Linked DNA regions of Mustela erminea: region 1 is linked to region 2. A link is a contact called in public Hi-C data. All regions are on one chromosome and are shown on one strand. The core of a region is the stretch at or near the end of the contact, and the rest is flanking DNA. Distances in the headings are between cores, read along the strand shown. Region 1 holds the start of RNGTT (mRNA-capping enzyme). Region 2 holds the start of LOC116588238 (coiled-coil-helix-coiled-coil-helix domain-containing protein 2-like).

Region 1 (3,618 bases), core at 357-2,856, 200 kb after region 2:
ATTTTTCCTCTTGTGGAAAAGCAGAGATGTGGGATTAGGAGTGATATAGACAGAAATACAAGAGAAAAACATCAAGAGAAAGATTCCTGTTAGTAAGAAACTGCCCAGTGACTTGGATGCCACTTTCCTACTCTACTGTCTTTTGTGGGGCATAAGGGAGCCATGAGGTCCTTTTGCTCTATGGGCACTAAGGATGGAGAGGGCATGAACGATAATGATGTAAAACTTAAGCACACACTGACGGCTTACAACCAATTACAGAGGCTCATGGGTGGCATGAAGCCTCTGGGAAGCTCTCCCTGTGCCTAGGACTGTGTGTGTGTGAGAGTGTGTGAGGGGGGATGCTTTCCAAGGGGAGTCATCCCCAGAGAGGGAAAATGAGATATTATCACAGGATTCGGTTCACCTTTTCCATCCCTAGAGATTTGGGCATGGTATCCATTTTACTTTGTCAGCAGGGAAGAGAAATATTTAGATACACAGCTGGTCGGTAAGGAAAACCTTATCTTGTCCTGTCAGGAGAGGTGTGACACATTTACAAAAAGGTCTCAGTAGTTGTAACAGCAGGACAGACTGGGAGTGAGACCTAACTCAGGACCTCTCTGTTTATGGGAGAATTCTGAGTCTTACTGAGAGGGTACAGGCATTCAGGGGCTGAGCTGTTCCTTAAGTTTCCCACCTACCCACTTTAAAGTATACGCCACCCACCCCCTAAACTCACAATCTTACAATTCAAATATAGTATTGGTCTTTAAAACCAAATCGCTACATTAAAATTAATTTTTCCATTATCCAGTTTTATGTTTAACACTTTAGTAATTACAGAAAGTCTTATTACAGGACGGAGTTTATAAAACGTTCCCAATCACTCCTGTTTAACTCGAAGGGTAAGACCATTTGTTCGGTAAGGCAAAGAACACCCCTTTGTGTTCCCGCCTTTGCCAGTTATGCACGTTAGTAACTTTGAGACACGGAGCCCCTGATGCTCCCCAGTACTCGAAAAATTTGCTCCAGAAATGTACAAACAAAACTCTAGAAAACCATTTTGGGATTAATTTCAGATACTTCAAGGATCCTTACAAGTACCCCCCCGCCCCCGCTCCCAAAGAGAAAGTCATTTCTGGCATTCCAACTTCTCGCCCTTAGAATGTCTCTAAAGCTTGTTTCCCTGATCCATGTCAAGGAAAACTTCCCAAATTTCAGCTCAAACTCAGATCCTGCCGGGACGCCAAGCTGGGCAGAAAAAAGGGCGATCAGGCTCTAGATCGTTAACAGTGGTGGGAAGGACACTTTCATCACTAAAACAGATGCTTTTGTGGAAGCTGCGGATCAGTCTACGCCTGGAAAGAGGGCTGGCTTCTCTACATCTTCAGGGGTGTCTATCTGCTGACTAGGGAAGAATACAAAATACGTGTCATTTGCGGGAACCGGTACGAGGCCACCCGCGCTTGCGCGAAGCCGTCCTAAGGGCGAGCGGGAGTTCTCGGTGGGGCGGGGCAATGGAAGACGCGCCCCTCCCATTCGCCGTGGCTTTAACTCCCTCCCATCCCTCTTAACGAGCATCTGCGTCTTTCCCTCTGACCTCGGAAAGAAGGGGGCGGGGCCTTTAGGGGCGGAAGTAGCAGTGCATTGTGGGCTCTCTTAGAGTGGTGGAGTTGATCCTGAATGAAAGTGGCGCGCCGCCTCTGACGTTTCCCGGGCAGGAGCTGCTGGGATTTCGACCCCTGCCGGGATTCGGGTGCCTCGGACCCTCGGTACGGAGCCGACCGCGAGGAGGCGGCGGCGTTGGCGCGGCGAACGTTGGTGGAGGGGGCGCCTCTGCGCGGCCCCGAGACATGGCTCATAACAAGATCCCACCACGGTGGCTGAACTGTCCGCGGCGCGGCCAGCCGGTGGCAGGTAACCCGGACGGGGGTGGTGTTCGAGTCCCTGCATATCCGCGGGCCCGTGGGTGGGCCGTGTGAGGGGCGCAGCTTTCGTGGGGTTCCGTGCTTGTTAGTGGTATTTCAGGACCGAGATGTGCTCGGTCGGACGAAGCTTCGTGGTTGAGTGTTTGGGAAAGTGATTGGAGGGGGTGGGCCGGTGGGTGGGGGCACGTGTCACTCTCCAGGACGACTAAGTATTGCGAACGCGAAAGTAGACAGGAGGTTTGGGTAGCGGGAGCTGGGGGCCCAAGAACACAGCGGGCATTACTTTGAAGCTTAGAAGTTTAGGAACCTTCCAGGTTTCTCGGATGGGGTAGGGACAAGTGTCAGTCTTGAGATGGAGGGCTCAAGAGGAGAGGGAAGTTTCCCAGTGCTGAAATGGATCGACACTGACTGGAGTTTGGTTTTTAAAAACGATTTTGTTGTGAATTTTTGCGTCTTCATTGAGTTTGACACATAACAAACCTTAAAGTGTTGTGTGAGAAATGCCGCATACCCAGACACACTTCCAGTGAAACACCCATGAAACCACCACTACAATCAAAACAGTGAACATAACCATCACCGCTCAAGAGTTTCGACTGCCCCCTGTAATCCCTTCCTCCTCAGGCAATCTCTTACATGCTTTCTGTCATAGATTAGTTTGCATTTTCTATACTTAAAAAAAAATAAATAGAATCATACAGTGCATACACTTGTTTTGGGGGGAAGGTCTCTGTATTCTTTTGCTCAGCATTGTTATTTTGAGATTTATCCAAGTTCTTGTATGTTTGTATGTGCATCCCTTTTTATTGCACATACAAACAGTAGTAGTCCATTGTTAATGGATGCAGCACATTTGTTTATCCATACACTCACTGATAGTCATTTAGGTTGTTTGCAGTTTTTGGCTATTACAAATTAACCTGCTATGAACATTCCTGTGCAGTAATTTGTATGGATATATGCTTTCATTTCTCTTGTGTCAGGTTCTAGGAGAGGAAAGGATCATATGGTAGGTGTATGTTTAACCTTTTAAAAAAATGTCAAACTCTTTTTAAAAGCCATAGCATTTTACATTCCCACCATTAATGTCTGAGAGTTCTGTTTAGTTCATATCCTCTCCAAGGCTTGGTATGGTCAGTCTTTTTAATTTTACCCACGATAATAGGTATTTAGTCATATTGTGGTTTGTGGTGTATATGAGCTTCTTGGCAATTCACATATCTTCTGTGAGATGTCCAGATCGTGTACTGATTTTTTAATTGGGTTTTTATCTTATTGTTGAATGGTTAGACTTCTTTATATATTGTAAATACAAATCGTATATTGGATATATGCTTAAATTTTTTTTTTCTCCTGTCTGTGGCTTGGTTTTTCATTTTCTTAACACTGTGTTTTTGAGGAGTGAACGATTTACATTTGAACCACAACTTGCTGCTGATTCTAGAAGGGTTTTGTAGTGAACTATGATTACATGTTATGTATATATTTATAGTATGTCTTACCAGTTATTTGAAATTGTTGAAAGAGTCCTTTTTTATTTTTTTTAAAGATTTTTAAAAAAATTTTTAAAAAAAATTTAATTTTTTGTGTTTTTATAAACATATAATGTATTATTAGCCCCAGGGGTACAGCTGTGTGAGTCGCCAGGTTTACACACTTCACAGCACTCACCATAGCACATACTGTCCTCAATGTCCGTAACCCCACC
Region 2 (3,870 bases), core at 889-3,388:
CACACTTTAAAAAAGTTGTTATCTACCAATTGCCATCAAATGAAGAACGTAGGCTTGGTTTGAAAATGAATTTTATAATTTAGAGACGAGTCACTCCTGATGGGCTATTAATGGCTCCATTTTACAGTGGAGAAAATTCTTGGACCCTTAGTTTTCTTATGTGTAAAATGGAGACACTAGTTCCTCCCTCACAAGTTTTTTTGAGAAGCAAATGAGAGAATGCATGCAAAGAATCTATGAGCTCAAAGCTTTGTGAGAGTGCAAAGTGCTAGTGTTGTCGGTAACAGAATCACACAGGTTTCCCTCAAAAGATGGCAGTGGAGTATTTCACATGTGTTATGCATTTTTAAAAAAATTTATTAACTCATTTACCTTCCTAAGAGGTACATACTATTGTTATCATTCCCATTTTCCAGATGAAGAGCTTGAGGCCCAGAGGCCGCAAGGGTATAAATGGCATACGTGGGATTTTAATCCGTAGAGCTGGCATGAATCTGAGCTGTTACTATTGTACCGTCTGCCTTTCTAAAAAGATGTCATTATACCTCCTCCCTACAGCTCACTTTACAGTAATTGTCTACATTCACAGCCTTTATTTCCTTGTGGGAGGGTTGCTATATTCAGATTTGTTGGCCTGCTCTCTGTAAGATATAAGAAGGAAGCTGAAAGCTTGCCTAAAATCTCAGGGATTTCCCATTTTGGGGCTTCCTGGAGGTTTGCAGGGAGACAGCCGGGTCAGCCACGCTCTCAGCAAATACTCTATTTATGAGACAATCAGAACCACCCGCAGGACAGAAGAGATCCTGGGAGCTCCTACTTGAGGCCGTCTTTCCCAGGACACAGCTGAGCTGGGAAGCTCGCTGTAGCACTGAATGCTGAGAAGGAAGCATCCCCGTGCCCAAGGCCCTTTGGTCACTTACTGGAATGTCTCTGTCCTCACCTGGACATTTGGCCTTGCTTCTCATAGCCCACTCTGAGTTGGAAGGCTCCTTGCATGACTGGGTGGGGACGGGGGAGGTGGGTAGGCAGCAGCACAGCATTTCTTTTTCTTTTTTCTTTTGAAATTACCAGGGACCACTCTTTAAAAAGCGGGGGGCACCCAGGTGACTCAGTCCAAAGAACATGGGTCCCTTGATCTCAGGGTCATGAGTTTGAGCTCTATGTTGTGTGTAGAGATTACTTAAATGAATGAATACATAAAAACTTTAAAAATAAAATAAAACAAAATAAATAAAATACAATAGCATTGCTAATTAATACTAACTGATACCTTCAGATGGACCCAAAGGTAAAGTTCAGTTTTTTTTTTTTTGAGAGAAAATCACTTTATTCTATTAATTAGTTCACAAATGAGAACATCACAAAAGGTGATTTAAGGAGGCACACAAACATCCTTGCAGCCCCAAACTCAAACCATCTCAATGAACTTCTATTCAGTAAGAACATGCTTTTCATCTCAATTCTGAAGAAAGCTGTAATTAAAGATGGAAAGGCTTAACTGGTGATTTTATACTTTATATATTCACTGTTAATTATATATTTTTATGCTAAATTAACTTGGTCATGAGAGATGATTTTCCGTGTCTTCAATTTGAACTTCTTGATTAGGCTAATCCATTTGCAAATCTGCACTGTTTCAGCACCTCGCTGAAACCTTCACAAAGCTTAAGGTCACCCTGGTTCTGGGCGCACTCCAGAAACTGTTTCATCTCATAGTGGCAAGGGCCAAACTGCTGCTGTGGCTGCTGGTACACTGGCTGGGCTCCCTGAGGCTCCTGGTAAGTGATGTCAGGCCTTGAAGGCTCAGCACTACTTCCTCCACCGAAGCCCCCAGTGATGGCGTGACCTATCGTGTGCCCAACAGCAGAGCCCACAGCCACGCCTGCTGCAGTGGATGCCATTTGGGCCATGAGACCGGGTTGCCGGGGTGCAGCCGCAGGTGAGCCAACAGCAGATGGGGGAGCCGCTGCTGGCGGCTGAGCTGCAGGCGCTGGTCTCGGTGCAGCTCTCATCTGAGGAGCCCGGCTGGCCGGAGGGGCCATGCGGGAGGTGCGGCTCCGGCTTCCACGCGGCATGGTTCCTGGCGGAGCGGCCCTGCTTCCAGATGTCCGAGACGCGGCGGAGACCCCCTAAAGTTCAGTTTTTAAGCAAAATTATCATGGTTGTCTAAAATATTACATGTCCCTAACACTGAGGTTTCGGAGTGTGAGTTGTGGAAGTTCTAAAGTTGGGTGAAGCTTAACTCAGCGACACCCGAAACTGAACATTCAACTCTAGAAGAACCTGCTGAGAAAACCACCTGTGCTGCTTTCTTTAGCATTTTCTACAGAATAATTAGAAGCAGGAGTCATGGGCTCTAAAACCACATCACCAGGGATTGGCTGGCTGTATCTTCAGCATTGACTAAAACAGGAAATTACCAGGTGTACGGAAATGGAGCTAATGAGAGCAAGAACCTCCTACAACTTAGTAGCCACTTGGGAAAAGCGACCCAAACCAAATTACCCATCTGGACCTGTTTTCTGTTCCTAAATGAAGTAAATTAACTTGGAGAGCACTAACACCTCCTCCAGCTGGTAGGGTCATGATTCTAGGAGATGCCACCAACGGTTAGGGATGGCAATCCTCTACAAACCTGTCCTTTGTATTCATCTTGGAGCTGTCCTGGATGTTTTCCTGGTGGGATAGCAGGGTGTGGAGCAAGATTCAGGGTGATTTCAGAAGCCCCTAAAGTGGGCACCTGGGTGGCTCAGTCGGTTAAGCATGTGCCTTCAGCTCAGGTCATGATCCCAGGGTCCTGGGATCGAGTCCCTGCGTTGGGCTCCTCGCTCAGTGGGGAGACTGCTCTTCCCCCTGCCTGTGCATTCTCTCTCTGACAAACAAAATCTTAAAAAATAATAATAATAATAAATTAAAAAAAAGAAGGCCCTAAAGAAAGCCAACCCTGACAGTCAGAGGGCAGAAAGTGGACACAAATCCACAAAAAGCATTCATTTCACTGACTTTTAAGGATCCCCAGTGTTTTCTCTCTCCTTAAAGCAAGGAACCAAGTCATTGGAAAAAGTGGAGACAAAGGAATGCACAATGAGACTGGCTATTTTGTTGTGATTTTTCCACAGATTCAAAGAGAGTGGAATTTGTGTCCGCTTATTTTTAAGGAATTATATGCAACCAGCGTTAATCTGTGAGTCAAGACAGTCTCATGCTGAAAAAAGTCCAATAGTCATACATTACATTGCACAGCTATTATTTCCTTCTTTTCTGCTGCTGAATTCAGCCTACGCCTATTGTTTATTTTATGATAAGATTAAATTACATTCTTTCTTTTCTTCAAGAGTTGAAGAGCTCCAAATATGGCTTCTCATTCAAAGAATTCATTCTTACCATGGCCAAAAAGCCTTCTTTCGTTTAAATGGATCATTTCCCCTAATTAGCAGGGAATAATCTGGAACTAATTAACTAAAATATCTAAGATGTCTTCAAAATGCCTTCGACAACATGTTAGATAAGAAGACTGTGTGACAAATCTTTTCGCACACACACCAGCCATTTCAGGCAGAGGGAGGAGTCAGAGTCAATGGAAAAGCACAGGCTTTGGGATCAGAAGCCCAAGTTTTCCTGTTTATTAACCACATGTCCTGCGGAAAATAACTGAATGAGCTGGAGCCTCAGCCTCCTCATCCATGAAGTAGACGTAGTAATCTGCTGTGCCAACTTCCGGGGCCGGGTCTTGGGGCCAAATGGAACCACAGAGGTAAAATGTTTTGTAAATGCCACAGGACCGTTCAGCGGCAAGCTGGAGTTACCCAGCGGTTGGGTGGCTTTGGGCAGATGAAAGAAGTCCTTGTGTTTTGCATTCAGGCCTCAGAC

What was found. A called contact is a pair of places that touch in the nucleus more often than the background predicts.
Region 1: a contact with region 2 is called in a Hi-C map of fibroblasts, with 5 times the contacts expected there. The contact joins the promoter of RNGTT here to the promoter of LOC116588238 in region 2. A contact is called at or near these places in 3 of 3 Hi-C or Micro-C datasets (fibroblasts, skeletal muscle and spleen).

Annotation. Positions count from the first base shown.
Region 1 is chr4:41,527,242-41,530,859 of mMusErm1.Pri, forward strand. RNGTT (mRNA-capping enzyme) reads left to right here and starts at 1,607. Exons shown (of 16, transcript XM_032339080.1): 1 at 1,607-1,899. The coding sequence starts at 1,836.
Region 2 is chr4:41,322,934-41,326,803 of mMusErm1.Pri, forward strand. LOC116588238 (coiled-coil-helix-coiled-coil-helix domain-containing protein 2-like) reads right to left here and starts at 2,139. Exons shown (of 1, transcript XM_032339074.1): 1 at 1,300-2,139. The coding sequence starts at 2,075. The coding sequence ends at 1,605.